Linked DNA regions of Mus musculus: region 2 is linked to region 1. Evidence: chromatin contacts called from public promoter capture Hi-C data. All regions are on one chromosome and are shown on one strand. The core of a region is the stretch at or near the end of the contact, and the rest is flanking DNA. Distances in the headings are between cores, read along the strand shown.

Region 1 (7,427 bases), core at 3,513-6,012:
AAATAACCATTGTCAGAGTGAAACATGACCTCAACTCATGAGTAATAAAGTCAGGGCTTACCCTTAGACATCAGGCATTCATTTTAAATTTAAAAGCCATGCTGGCTGGTTGGTTCCTGGACTTTTCAAAACAGTGCAAAGCAGTACCTGCTGCAGGTTCACTGCCAGCCAGTGGCAAGGGATGACAAACACACACACACCTGCTCCCAACCCCTAGACTTACTTCTCTTCTGTGACACAGCCTGCAGGCACGCTGTCACAATGTCACAGTTCTTCTGAACTTTATGCAGAAGCCTGTCTTTCTGCTTCAGCTGCCGGAGTAACTTTGCGGACTGGATGCCAATCCTGTACTTCAGCTCTCGAAGAACGGTCTTCAGCTCACTGGAGTCTATCAGGAAAGAAGAAATCCCTTGAGAGGGATATAAATCCCGAGTGTGCTGCTAGTCAAAAGGTGTAGGGCTAGAAAATGAATTTAAATCCACTCAGTCTAGCTTTTCATCCCAGGTAGCATGAACGCGATTCAGCTAAGCCGTTCCAGTCTAATCAACCACCCATTCATCTCTGGCTTTGCTCATAAAAGGAATTCTATAAGATAAATGTTATCCTGGATGCTACAATATAACAAGTAAGCAAAGACTTTCACTGTTACCAGCTCCTCGGATACATTTCTCTCTTCCTCTCTCTCTCTCTCTCTCATCCTTCCTTCCTTCCTTTCCTTCTCTCTTTCTTTCCTTAAATGTAGGACTTTTTATTTTAGACAGGGTTTCTCTGTATAGCCCTGGCTGTCCTGGAACTCACTTTGTAGACCAGGCTGGCCTCGAACTCGGAAATCCACCTGCCTCTGCCTCCCGAGTGCTGGGATTAAAGGCGTGAGCCACCACGCCCAGCCAGGACTTTTTAAAAAAGATTTATTTTATGTATGTGAGTACATGGTCTTCAGACACATCAGAAGAGGGCATCAGATGCCATTACAGATGGTTGCGAGCCACCATGTGGTTGCTGGGAATTGAACTCAGGACCTCTGGAAGATCCGTCAGTGCTCTTAACCACTGAGCCATCTCTCCAGCCTGTATTTATCTTTCAATGCTTTAAAAGTACCAGCTATTGAGCCTGGTGAGACAGGCCTACAATGCCACCTACTCAAGATGCTATGGCAGAGGGATCACAAGTTCAAAGCCAGATGATACAACTAAAATAATGTCTTAAGACCTTAAGTGCTGTGGAGACAGTAAAGTACTTACCATGCAAGTTTACTAACACCAGCATCACATAGAAAATGTCATCATGGTGGCACACTGGCCTCTAGCCTTTACAGGCAGGCACACATGAACACACATACACACATATACACACACAAATAAATAAATAAAAAGTAAGTGAGGTCTCAATGGTAGAGGCATTGCCTAACATGTCCTGGTTGTTCAAACCCTAAGACCTCAAAAATAAGAAACAGTTCAAACAACCTTGTCAGTTGTAAATAACACCAGCACATTTCATAACAAAGATGAATGTAGCTATGCTGATTTTGTTTTAAATGTGTGGCCTTCAAATAGCCTGGGTAGTACATTTAATTTAGGACCTCAATAATTTTCATACACGGCAGAAAATGTATTTCCTCTAAAGGGGTCAAATGATTCAACATCCTTGGGCTGGAGAGATGAGTCAGAGGTTTAAGAGTCTTGACTGGCTCTTCCAAAGGACTGGGTTCAAGTCTAGCACACATAATGGCTAACAGTTTTCTGAAATTCCAAGTTCCAAGGGAATGGACCTGTCTTCTGACCTTCGGAGGCACTGAACACATATGGCATACAGACATGTAGGTTAAAAACTCCCAAACACATAAAATAATTTTTTTAAACTTAAAAGAACTAAAAACCTTAATAATAAAAATAATGAAGTTTACATTCTTAAAACTAATACTGGCAACAGTAGGAAGTGTGTGAAAACTCTAACTTAGTTTTGCTGTTTCTTAAAGTACCTACAACTCTGTATTTCTCTACATTATATACTTCGTATGGGGACATATTCTGATTCTCATGTAGAAATGTCTTCCACAGTAATAGCACAGGCAAATAAACATCCTACACAAAAACCCGTCTCTGTGTAGACCATAACCCCTGCTTCTCACTAGGTAACAGAGGAAACAGTCAGCTGGAAACCTGACTAATTTCCTCTCAAAGGAATTTTATCCCTCTATGATACATGGGCTTGCAATACTGAAAGTGTTCTCTAATACTCACAGAGTACCTAACACACATTAGCTTAGGTAAATAGCCTGCCCGAGGCAGCACAGCTAAATAGAAATAGTAACAGGGTGATAACTGAGGAATCTGACTCCAAGTTAATCCCCTCCACCACAGACAATCCACTTTCCAGTACAAACTACTTTGTTGCTGCCCCTAGACCTCAGACCCACACCCAGCACCGTCTGGATACAACATTGAAACAAACGCTAAACTGTGAGAGAAGAAAACCAGCAGGCAGGTTATCTGCATTGTCCCTCTAAGTGGACACAACCCTTAGGTTGGAACAGCTAACAACCCAGTGAGCATGATTTCTGCAAACAGCTGCATCCGTGACCCGATGGTCTAATCACAGTGTTGTAAAGATGTCTGTCCACAGAGACAGTGTGTCAATATACAACATCTTGCTCACCCAACACAAGTCAACTGTGGAAAGAAAGGGTTCACAGGCAACGGGTCAGCAATAGAGATGAAAACTGGGAAGAAATGGACTCTGGCAGGATCTGTGAGTGATCAGTAGAGTGGCCACGCATGTGAACGTGACACCCACTTGCAGGCTGCCGACCTCTATAAACTTTGGCTTGCCAGCTTTCCTCTTCTAAAGGGAAATTATCAGTTTCTCGAAGTTTCCTGGTAAAGTGAATAGCCTTCTAACATGCGGAAATCTGGTCATAATTTTCAAAACTGATTCTCTTGGAATCTGACCTACTGCAAGAGTTTGGGCAATAAGCAGACATTCTTAGCACAGCCAGGTAATTACATAAAATAAAATGTCTGCAGCCAAAGGTGTTGGGGAACGTGGGGGGGGGGTCACTTGGAAGCTGAGAATTGTTTACACAGGTAGGAGCAAACAGACAGATTTTTTCTTTTTCTGTTTTTTTTTTTTTCCTGGAACCAGCTAGACTGGATACAGCAAGTACAAGAAGACTGTATAATTCTCTCTATTCCCCACCCCCATGGTCATTTAGCACAAGGACAATATTGCAAGAAATGTGATAGTGGCTGGCCTTCTGTTCCCCACACTTTAGTACATTTTGTAAATTGAGGTTTTCCCAGATCTATGCAAAAAGACAACTACACTAGTCCCGATGCCTGAAATATAAGCTATCATTATTGAGAAAAAAAAAATTTTTTTTTCGACCAGAATTTGAGTCTCAGAATTTGATAACGGAAGAAACATCAAATCAGCCTATGATCCGAGGAAACCAGGCCATTTCTCAGCTGCACTCTCTGGGCAGGTGAACGGTAGCAGTTGTTAAATGCACCGTGAAGGCCAAGCGCTCAGACTTCACTCAGTCCTGAGACCCAGATTAAAGCAGAGCTGCTGGGGACTCACACTCTGACAGGCACGGAATTCACGCGCTCTGCTGCGAACTGCATTATCGAATTATTCTGCCTCACTAGTTAAAAATCCCTGTCCAAGCGGCGTGGCTAGGGAAGGGGGTGGGGTGGGAAGCCCTAGAAGTCGGCTCTCTTCTCCCAGGGTCCTCTAGGAAATTTCTAGTAAGCACGGAAGAAACGCCAAACTAGTCCTAACAGCTGTTCAGGTAAAGTTAAGAGTCTACACTGCCCCTAGCTTCGGACTTCTGAGAGGCGTGGGGGAGGTGGAAAGACTCGACCACGCTCCGAGCCACCCTAGCAGAGGGGGAGGGGCTGGGCATTAGGAAATGTCTAGGGAAAGAGTGACAGAAGAGTCCCGAGTCAGATGAAAGGAGACTCCACACTCTCCGGGTGTGCGGGCAGAGCGGCAGCGCACAGGTGGCGCAGGTGGGCAACTAGCACAGGTGGTCAAGCGGGCCAGGTGGCGCAGGTGGGCAACTGGAGCAGATAATGCAAATGGCGCAGTGGGGCAGGTGGCACAGATAGGCAGGAGTCCCCGCGCCCTCGCTCACCTTTCCGCTGCAGGTACTGCATCTGGAGCCGCAGGCTCGGGCGCTCCCGCAGCTCCTGCAGCACTCGGGAGTCGCCAGCGCCGCGGCCGCCCAGGAATGCGTCGGAACCCGAGGTCTCGGTGGAGCTGTCCAGGCTGTCCCTTCGCAGGGGGCGGCCCTGGGACGCACGGTCCCCGCCGGCTGCCACCTCCTCCTCCTCGGTGCAGCTGTAGAGCTCGGTGAGCAACCCGCTCACTAGGGACGCCGTGCGGCTCGTGCGGCCGTCGGGCTGCGGCTCCAAGTCGCCCTCGTCCGCCGGGTGCCCCGCCGCCTCCTCGGATTGCTGCGGGTCCCACGTCCTGCCCGCTGGAAGGACCTCCATGGCTCGAACCGCCGCGGCGCCCGCCAGTTCCGGGAGGGCGCGGCCACGCGGGCAGCAAAGAGTCCCCAGCAGGGGTCGAAATGCCAACCAATGGGCGGAGGACCGGAGTTCCGGCTTCACGTCCGCGGGCGCCGCGCCCGAATCCTTCCCACCTGACCCGGAGCGTCCAGGAGACTCCACAAAAACCTGACTATCTGGCAAGTCCTGGGATTTGAGTGACGTTGTGAACTTTTTTCCTCCAATAAAAGACCTGGATTCAGAACAACTAAATTCCGTGACACTTGATTGTGGGTTTAATAGACCTTCCTGAGTTGGCCGAGCTAACAAAAGTCGCCAGAGCTGGTTTTGATGGTGAATTCGAGTTTATGGGAGTTTTATCTTTTTCCTTTAAAAAAGAAAAAGAAAAAATGTGTATTATTGCTGCGCACTCATCCCAGGATGTGCCTGTGGAGACCAGCGGTCAGGCAACACTGTGCAGCCGGTTTTTCTCCTTCCAACTTTTAACTGGGTTCTGGGAATCAAACTCCCGGCTTTAAATGGGTTCAGGGGGTCAAACTCGGGTTGGCAAGCTTGTTAGACAAGTACTTCTGCCTGGCGAGCCCTCTCTCTAGCTCCTCGGAGAGATCTGTCTTTACACTAGACTTCGGAAGAATTTTTGATTACCTTCCCCTTGGATAACTTTGTGAACTTAGTCACATTGATCATCAGTTTAACCCTGTGGTGTCCTCGCTTTTCGGTGAGAGCCTTGCAGCCAAGAGGTTCAATGACTTGCCAGGAAGGAAGCTTGAACTTTTCTTAGTGTCTGCCTCTCATTAGACAGAAATACTCCTCAGCCTGAAGCTGTTAATTGTCTGTACATCTAGGGCTTCTAAAGGAGAGTGGCAGCCGGGCATGGTGGCGCATGCCTTTGATCCCAGCACTCGGGAGGCAGAGGCAGGCGGATTTCTGAGTTCGAGGCCAGCCTGGTCTACAAAGTGAGTTCCAGGACAGCCAGGGCTATAAAGAGAAATCCTGTCTCCAAAAACCAAAGAACAGTGGCAGGCTTCCTGTTTATTTACACTTCTTACGTGGTGGGGCACAGCCTGATGTCCTTAACCACTACCAACAAAATACTTTGAAATTTGAGCTACTGTGAGTTATAAAAGCACCAGTTTTATGACGTTGTATGTATGCCCTAAGCATACAGAATTTGAACATATACTGGAGGGGCCGAGAGATGGCTCAGCAGTTAAAAGTACCAGCTTTTAAATTTTTTTAAATATTAAATTATTTAATATATAGCAAGATGGATCAGCAAGTAAAGGCACATTTGCCATCAACAACCTGTGCTTGATCCCTGGTACCCACAAAGTAGAAGCAAAGATCCCCCTTGTAAAAAGTTGCCCTCTGACCTCCATATGCATACCATAAGACACACGCACAAGAATAAAGAAATGGTGGGCTGAAGAGATGGCTCAGCGGTTAACAGCACTGACTGCTCTCCAGAAGGTCCTGAGTTCAAATTCCAGCACCACATGGTGGCTCACAACCATCCAAAAATGAGCTCTGACGCCCTCTTCTGGCGTGTCTGAAGACAGCTACAGTGTACTTACATAAAATAAATAAATAAGAATAAAGAAATGTCAACCTGTTCATGGATTACAAGAAAAAGATGAATAAACTGCTACCACACCGATTCTTTTAAAGAGATTTTTCTCCCTGTTGCCTGTGGCATGAGTGAAGGAATCCATGGGCCCTTCATCAGAGAAGGATCTTTGCAGCACACCAGACTTCCCCAGGGAGCAAATACGGCAACTGTTTCTCTTTTCTCAGTAGATATTCCCTGGTTTCTCTCCATTTGCCTCCACTAGGGACCCGCTTCAACATTTTTTTCTTTTTAGAGCCTGTCTTCCCAGAAACTGACAGAAGTTCAAAGGGATCTGAGGAAGATTGTGGGAAGCCACATGTGTCGTTGTAGGGTGGCGCTGGCTTCCACTGGCCACCACGCATACATAGGCAGTAAAGTTCTTTTGCCAAGATGAGGTTTTGAGAATTAACCAAAATTAACCAATCAGATGAGAAAAAAAGTTAAACAATCAGATGAGAGAGAAGTTAACCAATCAGATGTAGGCATGCAAATGAGGTAATAAGCATAACCCAAGCACAACCAATCCAGGTGTAAGACACGCCTCTTCTAGGCCTATATAAGCAGCACCAGTTCTGGGCTGGGGTCTTTTCACTCTGCAATCAAGCTCTCCCAATAAACGTGTGCAGAAGGATTCTGTTGCAGCATGGTTCTTGCTGGCCAGTCCGGCACGCACAAGAAGTGGTGCCGAAATCCGGGAAAAGAAACATCTTCAGGCACGAGTGAAGACCCCCTGCTACAGGGAGGATTCAGAACTGCATCGTGGGGAAGGAGCGGTTAATAAAGGTTCCCGTAAAACAGACTGCTGAGAAGGATCCGGCGTGGATTCAGAACTCTTCAGCTGGGGAACGGTGGTAATGAAGTGTTCCTACAAAACAGACTGCTGAGAAGGATTCAACTGCGTGGATTCAGAACTCTTCAGCTGAGGAACAGTGGTACCGGTAAGTAGAAAGAAATTAATGTGAGTCTCTAAGAGGCATGCTCTCCTACAAAATAGATCCGATAACTGTCGCTGGGGTTGCTATCTTTCTTGCCTTGATCTTATGTCATAGCCTTAATTGTCAACACCCAAAATGTAAAGATACAAAAGATAGTATAAAAAATAAAAAGCAGAAAATTAAGTCAATTTACCCTCCTCTCAAGGACTCTGAGTTGTCTAGCTCAGAGGATTCAAAATTATCAGCAGGAGAGGAGGAAGATTTGAAGGAGGCTGCTGCGGAGTATGAGGTAAAAAGATCTGGTCCAATAGGGAGGAGTTTCGGTGCTCCCCCACCTACTCCGCCTTATGCAGATAAGAAAGCAATTGG
Region 2 (7,427 bases), core at 3,466-5,965, 320 kb before region 1:
ATTTGTCTCAATAATAAAAACCATAATTAAAAAGATAGAACATTCTCTGTAAAAAGTATTCTAATTTGTCTTCCTTCTTTTCTGATATCAGGCGGCAGAGATTGTGTTCCGAGTTCGCCCTCATCATAAAGCTGTGGTTTTGTTAAACAGCACAGGAATGAGAATGGCACAGGGAAGCAGGACGTTCCGGATACAACTTCTGGAAGACAAGCTATGCAAGGCCTCCTGGTGATGGCATTGGCTGAGCATTGGCTGAGCAAGGCAGAGCGGGTGATGGTGCCCACCTGGCTGTGTGTGCCTCGGTAATGAGCTGTCATGTGTGACAACGTACGGTTCTTAGGTGATCAAGTGTGCAGGAGGAGGCGCGTGCCCCGGCAGATGACAGCTGCCAACTCGAGGACAGACTGACAGAAGCACAAAAGAAGCAACCTTTTCCTATACTTAAAACTATTTTTAACTAAAAGAGCATCTCATTACGAAGATGCTACATGTGTATGAAGCGAAAATCATTTTCTATTCCCCCCAACTCGCCCCCCAGCCCCAGGCTTCATAGATGCCCACTGGAATCATCACAGTACACAATCTTCAAGACGGTATATAGAAATAAATGTGAATGTATTTGTGATTGATAGAATAAGCCTTTGTGTTATTATATACATAGTGTGTATCGCCTTCTAAGAACAAAACTAAATTATGCATAACACTTGGCTCCTTTCAATTTTTTTTCGAGAGGGTTCCTTTCCACAATAATGTGTTACAAACACAACACAGGTATAATTGATATGCCCAGTTTCCAGCTCCACACCCATAGCCACCAGATAACTCTAGTGAGTGTCTGGCCACTCACCCAGGAAGAAACCATCCTCCTTTTTCTCTTTTCTCTTTTAAGCTGCCTTCCTATCCCAGGGCCTGTGCAGAGTACATAGCAACCCCCGAGGATTCTGGGAATGCTGTAATGCTGTGAAAAAAATGCTCAGAATTTTAGCTGCCAGATTTCCTCTTTGAACTTCTGTCAAAAGTTGCTGTACTCTGCTTTATATCAGGGTTGTGAGGCGCTTGTCGTCTTAGCGAGCCTGGTGCTCTGAGGGGCTCAAGTTCTGTTTTTTTCTTGCTTTAGGTCAGTGCTGGGCATTCAGTAAATCTTATGGAATGAGTGAATAAATTAATAGACAGATGAATGAGGCTAGAAACACAGTGGTCTGGCTGAATCACACAAGGGAAGGAAGCATTCTGGGTTAGACAATGTATGGGAGAATTCTCAAAGCAAACACAACAACTCCTAACACACTGTAGCCAACATCATGCATGCGACTATATTTTATTAGAAAATTTTAAAAGCATACCTATTCTAAATGAATAAACTTATTTAAAAAGGGGGGATAAAATTTCAGTTCTTGGATAGATTTCCTATAGAGATACGCTCTATTACTGTTAAGTATCTGACCTGCCTACACAAAGCATGTTTCTTCCCCCTTAAAACCCAAGTTATTCAAACACAGACTTCTTTAAGACAGGATTTTGCTTTGTAGCTCAACTAGCCATTTAGGCGTCAGAGGACTGAAATTACAAGATGTCACGTGCCACCACAGCTGGCTTAAATTTAGGTGTGAGTGAGTGTGTGTGTGTGTGACTGCATATGTGAGTGTGTATGAGTGACTGTATATGTGAATGTATGTGAGTGTATGTGAATGTGTGTGTGTGAGTGTGTATGTGAGTGAATGTGTATGGGTATGTTGGGTGTGGGGGAGTGTGTATTGTAAGCATGTTTGTGTGAGATTTTGTGTTATGAGTGTGTGAGGTATGTATATATGTGTTTGAGTGTGTGAGTGTTTGTGTGTGTTGTGTGTGAGTGTGTATAAGTGTGTGTTGTGAGCATGTATATGTGTGAGTGTGTGTGCATGCGTATATGTTGTGTGTGAGTGTGCATGTGTGTGTATATGGGTGTGTGTTGTGAGCATGTGCACGTGTGTGTGTTTGTGTGCACACATGTGCATGTGGTGCACACAGGACAGAGGGGACATCAGCTGTCTTGCTGAATCGCTTTTCAATTACTCCCTGAGGCAGGAGTTCTCACTAACCCAGAGCTAGGCTAGCCACCAGTAAGTCCCAGGCATCCTCCTGTTGCAGCGCCTCAGCACTAGGGTTACAGGAGCACAATACCTCGGACAGCTTTTTATTTGTTTGCCAGGGATATGAACTCTGGTCCTCGCGCCTGATCAGTAAGGGTAAAGACTCTCACCGGCTTAGCTATCTCTCTAGTACCAATAATTTTTAAATAACGTTTTATGTATCTCTAAAAATACAGTATGTTTCCTGTTGGAGAAAAGTGAACAGAAAAATGTAGTTGGTAGTATTGGTGGTGCTGTTGCTGTGGCCACTGATGATGGTGATGATAATGATGATATAACACAGGCTACTTTCTCTGTAGTCTAAGCTGGACTTGAATTCACTAGTAGCCTCGGCTGGCCTCATTTTCACTGAAACCCTCCTGCCTTAGCCTCTGAGTGCGGGGATAACAGGCATTTGCCACCACACCTAACAAAACAATTGTCCAGAATTGGGGAAATTTCTTGATAGCAGGATAAATTGCTGTCTCAACATCAAAGACGACTGCTACGGAAAATCCTCACTTGGAGGAAGCTGTATTATGATAGAATTTGTTCCCCTTTCAGTTCTCAGCTGGCGTTTGACAAGAACAACCTGTAGAGGGCGTCCTTACACCAAGAGCCATGGAGGTCTGAGCAATACTACGGAAGAAAAACCTTCAACGAAAACCACATTCCAAGTCAAAAAGAGTCTATTGTGTTGCGAAATTATTACCTGTAACTGAATGACACTGTTTTTACAATATTAAAGGGTTATAAGTTTGCCTAATATAGTAAAACATTATATAAATTAATATTCACTGCAACAATTAATTAATAAAATAGAATGTTGGGAAAAGATCCTTTTTTGTTTGTTTTTTGTTGTTTTTGTTTTTGTTTTTTTGAGACAGAGTCCCAGGTAGCCCAGGCTGGCTTCAAACTCCATATGTCGATTAGTATTAACAATGAGCTCCTGATGCCTCTGCCTCTACTTCTTTAGCCCCCAGATTACAGCCTGTGCTACCACAACCAGTTTAAATGTTTTGTTTTAAAGAAAGAGTAGATGTTAAGCTTTTTTGAGGCAAACCGTCTTAATTGTGATTTGCAAGAAGGGGCTTTGAAGTTAGAGCGATCGTGATTTGAATTCCTACTCTTGTCACTCACCAGCTGAATATCTGCGGTCAATTTACTAGACTTTTAAAGCTTTGGTTCCCCATCAGTAAAATGAGAGTAGTAACAGTAGCTGCCTGAGAAGAATTTTTAAAATGAAGCTTCATGGAGTTCACAGTCACAATGGACAGTCTTCGTGTCTAACTCCCAAACACAATACCTTCCTACCAATCTGTTAGATACCTACACAGATTTCACAGTTTTAACACATGTTTCTTCTTCTTCTTCTTCTTCTTCTTCTTCTTCTTCTTCTTCTTCTTCTTCTTCTTCTTCTTCTTCTTCCTCTTCTTCTCCTCTTCCTCCTCCTCCTCCTCCTCCTCCTCCTCCTCCTCCTCCTTCTCTCCTCCTCCTCCTCCCTTCCCATTCCTCCTTCTTTTAAAAAAATATGCTTGTGACCTAACATTTGTTGAACATGTACGCGTCCAAGTCCGGCTTCTATTCTGTAGTTTCTGTTTTTGCCATCCCCTGCTGAGAGACCCACCGCTCTACAAAGGACAGAAGGGAACACAGCCCAGCGCCAGAGTCTAGATCCTTGGGGGGCATTTGCTAGAAAGCCACTGGGTGCAAAAAAAAAAAAAAAAAAAAAAGTAAACAAAGCTTTTCCGGGGTCTGAAAACTTTCTGTGTTTTTGAAAAACCATTTGTTTCTGCTTTCTCTGTACGTTCAAGGAGGCAGGCAAAAAAGCCTTCCGTGCAGAGGTAATGCTGCAAGCCGCCGCTAGCTAAGTGCTCTCCCACCAGACCCTCAGTCTTACCCTCAAGCGCCTAAGATTTCAGAGACTGGGCGTGAGCCTCCTAATGTTTTCCCCCAAATCCAATTTTAAGGGGAGTCCTACCGTCGTAGAGCAGGGATGGGGGGAAAGGGATTACAGCTATCATCGAGGTCCTAGGGAACTATTCCGGGTGCAACTGGGTTATCAAGAAGACAAACCACGCCACCTGTCGGGTGTCTGTCCAGTGCAGAAATAAATGAACGTCCTGCGAGGACCAGCGCCTGCAGTAGCCCGACTAGCCTGTGGAGTCTCAGTATTTAACTTCCTAGGAGAGAGAGAGCGAGAGCGCAAACTGTCAGCTAGAGAAGTCAGAGTTTGCAGACAGGCACACAGAGATGCAGTCTGAAATGTAGTTCGAAGAGAAAGGGTGGGCTGGCTATGTGCTTTCCGTTAGCTCCACTGTTAAACGGAATTTATCTTTGACCACGAATCGAGCCCAGATTTTTTTGTTTGTTTGTTTATAGCACCCCGGCCATCCACACGTGTCTCTTCGGGCGGCAGGAGGCCTGAGTGATGACCCAGAAGTCCCTTTGGGTGTGTTTCTTGGTTGTGTCCCCGTTTTCATTCACCTGGCGCAGGCGAGCGGGGTCTACCGGGTACCGCGGCCCCGCCCCCGCGGCTCCGCAGCGCTCCCTAGTGGCGACCGCCTGCACACCACCGGCCGCTCTCAGTGCTCGCCTTTTGCCAGCAGTTCCCGCGGTTCCTCCCTCTCGAGTGTGCTCCTCTAGCTGCTGGCGCTGTGGGACGTGCTGGCATTGCCAGCTTTGCCAGCATCGTGTCTCTGCGTCCCCCTCTCCCTCCAGCCCCCACCTCTTTCTACGCGGCCGCGCATCCACTCCCTCCTTGCTCCCTCCTCTCCAGCACTCCCAGGCTCACTCGCAACGGAGACTGGAGACTTGCACGCCCAGTCGTTTAAGTAGGAACAGCTCCAGCCCCGCCAGCTGCAGCCAAGGCGAGAACTTCACAAGCAGCACAGGTTGGGTCGCTGCGGCAGGAGTTGCACCACCAGCGAGAAGGTCCTGAGCACCATGGCTCGGAGAAGAGCCTTCCCTGCTTTCGCGCTCCGGCTCTGGAGCATCCTACCTTGCCTGCTCCTGCTGCGAGCGGATGCAGGGCAGCCACCTGAGGAGAGCTTGTACCTGTGGATCGACGCCCATCAGGCTAGAGTGCTCATAGGTAAGGTCCGGCATCTGCACCTTCCCAGTGGTCCTCAGTTTTTCCATTAGAGCGGAGACACGTGCACCGAGTGTGTTTTAAAACAACTTCAAGGGTGACTGCCCCCTCTTTTTAAAAATCAGGATTCTCTATTTAGAGGCTTATGAGATTTTTTTCTCAAAAAAGCAAAGCCGACCCAACATCCCAGCCCTGCTGTTGCTAGTCCTGACTGCAGATTTGTAACAGGAATCCAGCGGTGGCACCCGCTTACTTCACTGTAAGCACTTTTTTTTTTTTTTTTTTTTTTTTTTTTTTTTTTTTTTTTTACCACAGAGAGAGGAAAAATAACTCTGGTACTGTTGTTGGTATCAAAGGCAGGTGCTTTATGAAAAGCAGTGACCTGCACTGGTTCCCAGGGGTTTTGCTTTCTACATGAAACGTCTGTTTCTTAGAAACGCAACTAGTTTGATAGGTTTGTTTATTATTTACACAACAGGATTTGAAGAAGACATTCTGATTGTCTCGGAGGGGAAAATGGCCCCCTTTACACATGATTTCAGGAAAGCCCAACAAAGAATGCCAGCCATTCCTGTCAATATCCACTCCATGAATTTTACCTGGCAAGCTGCGGGGCAGGTAAGTTCTGATAACAGAGCGGTAGAGAAAAGGCACTCTTTTGTATTTCAATTCTCCCGTGGCCCATAGTAATAATAATGGTGTGTGATGTAGCTCCGGTGGCCCGTAGTAATAATAGTGGTGTGATGTATACCATTTAAAATTCCATACAAGTTCTTGCCTGGTTGCCAGAGCACACAAGGGATCAGTTCCAATGTATTTAAAGTTGCCAAGTAAATGGAGAACTCTAAGGGTCAATGTACTCACGATCATTACTTTAATAAGATTTGGTATCCTGAGGTTTTGAGTATAAAGACCCCAAATATCCATATCATGGTGTTTCTGTAATCACTGATATTAAAACATTAACAAAGTATTTAGAAGACTTTCAATACTAACTGATAATCATTTGTGATGGGATTCATACTTCACAACAAAATAAGTTCGTAGGTATTCTTGACATGAATTTTAGAAGGCTGATATGCTGAGTGCTGCAGATACCACACATTTCTTGTAGAAGTTCAGAGACTCAAAAAAAGTAATATAAAATTATGAAAAATAAAGACTACTGATTTTCTGAAGCGACCACTCAAAATGCTTCCCTATGGAAATAAAAGAGAAAAAAGTCTATGTCACCAAAGCGTTCCTCTCAGTACTTAGCATGCAAGGCCTTCTAAGTTACCTTTTATAGATCTGCAGGACTGTATTAATGTCCTCTGATTTGGGAAGGGTAGGATGTTTGTGTGACTTTAAAATTGTCTAGAGGACAAGTGCACAGGATAAATTCTGCTCATTAGTTGGTAAAAATGTGTCTGCTATGAAAACTATTGTAACTATAATTAACTGCACATTTTCAGGTTTTTTTTTTTAATTCTAAAATTACTTAAATAGCCATTTTCAAGAAGGATGCAATCAAGAAAACACTTTATAAAAAGCAACCATGCTAAATCAGGAAACCACATTGGTGCCCTGCAACTGCCTATTACACTGCAGTCATGACCACTTCAGCTGTCTTTTTATCCTCAAGTTTGTTCTATTTTTAAAAGAATCTTTTAAAAATAGATCTCATCCAGACTGTCTGTGTTCCTTCTGCTCCGTGGTTTTTTTGTTTTTTGTTTGTTTGTTGTTGTTGTTTTGTTAAATGATGTTTGGTAGATCCAGGTCAGACATTTGATGGTCCCGTTTGCACAGAGAAGTTGATTGAAGCCTCTGTTGTTTTTGTTCCTGCCTGCAATCCTCTCTTCGTAGATACTTGATGTGCAGTGTTGTTTGGTACATTGGGAAATCACTAATGAGTAACTGGGCTTTCATGTTTTCCTTTTCTTTCACCCAAATCTGTTTGCTGGTGTTGACCACTTGTTATTGCGCTCAACAGCCTATATTTTAAAGATGCTTTTTCATAATAATGTTAGAAAGTAGCTTAACCCCTACCCTGCCAGATGAAAGGGGTTCGTAACTGAAGAATGGTAGAAAATGCCAAGCTCCCTTACACACACACACACACACACACACACACACAGAGAGAGACACAAAGAGAGAGACAGAGAGACAGAGACAGACAGAGACAGAGTCTTTCAAAGAATTAAAAGCAAAGGCTGCAATTCCATGCTACCTTGTGCATTGCCTTGTAG

Evidence for each region. Capture Hi-C pulls out chosen DNA fragments and counts their contacts.
Region 2: a promoter capture Hi-C map of liver shows a contact between it and region 1. The contact joins the promoter of Wif1 here to the promoter of Tbc1d30 in region 1. A contact is called at or near these places in 3 of 39 promoter capture datasets (cranial neural crest, maxillary cranial neural crest and stem cell-derived epiblast-like cells), 1 of 484 Hi-C or Micro-C datasets (myeloid progenitors), 2 of 115 datasets of contacts at active chromatin or transcription factors (embryonic stem cells and pancreatic cancer cells) and 2 of 9 other capture datasets (embryonic stem cells and liver).

Annotation. Positions count from the first base shown.
Region 1 is chr10:121,346,882-121,354,308 of GRCm38.p6, forward strand. Tbc1d30 (TBC1 domain family, member 30) reads right to left here and starts at 4,763. Exons shown (of 13, transcript NM_001361015.1): 1 at 4,136-4,763; 2 at 224-388. The coding sequence starts at 4,496. Gm51786 (a long non-coding RNA gene) reads left to right here and starts at 7,020. Exons shown (of 3, transcript XR_003948972.1): 1 at 7,020-7,061.
Region 2 is chr10:121,029,289-121,036,715 of GRCm38.p6, forward strand. It overlaps Wif1 (Wnt inhibitory factor 1), which reads left to right and starts at 4,716. Exons shown (of 10, transcript NM_011915.2): 1 at 4,716-5,202; 2 at 5,678-5,817. The coding sequence starts at 5,055. It overlaps Gm40784 (a long non-coding RNA gene), which reads left to right. Exons shown (of 4, transcript XR_872123.1): 4 at 92-597.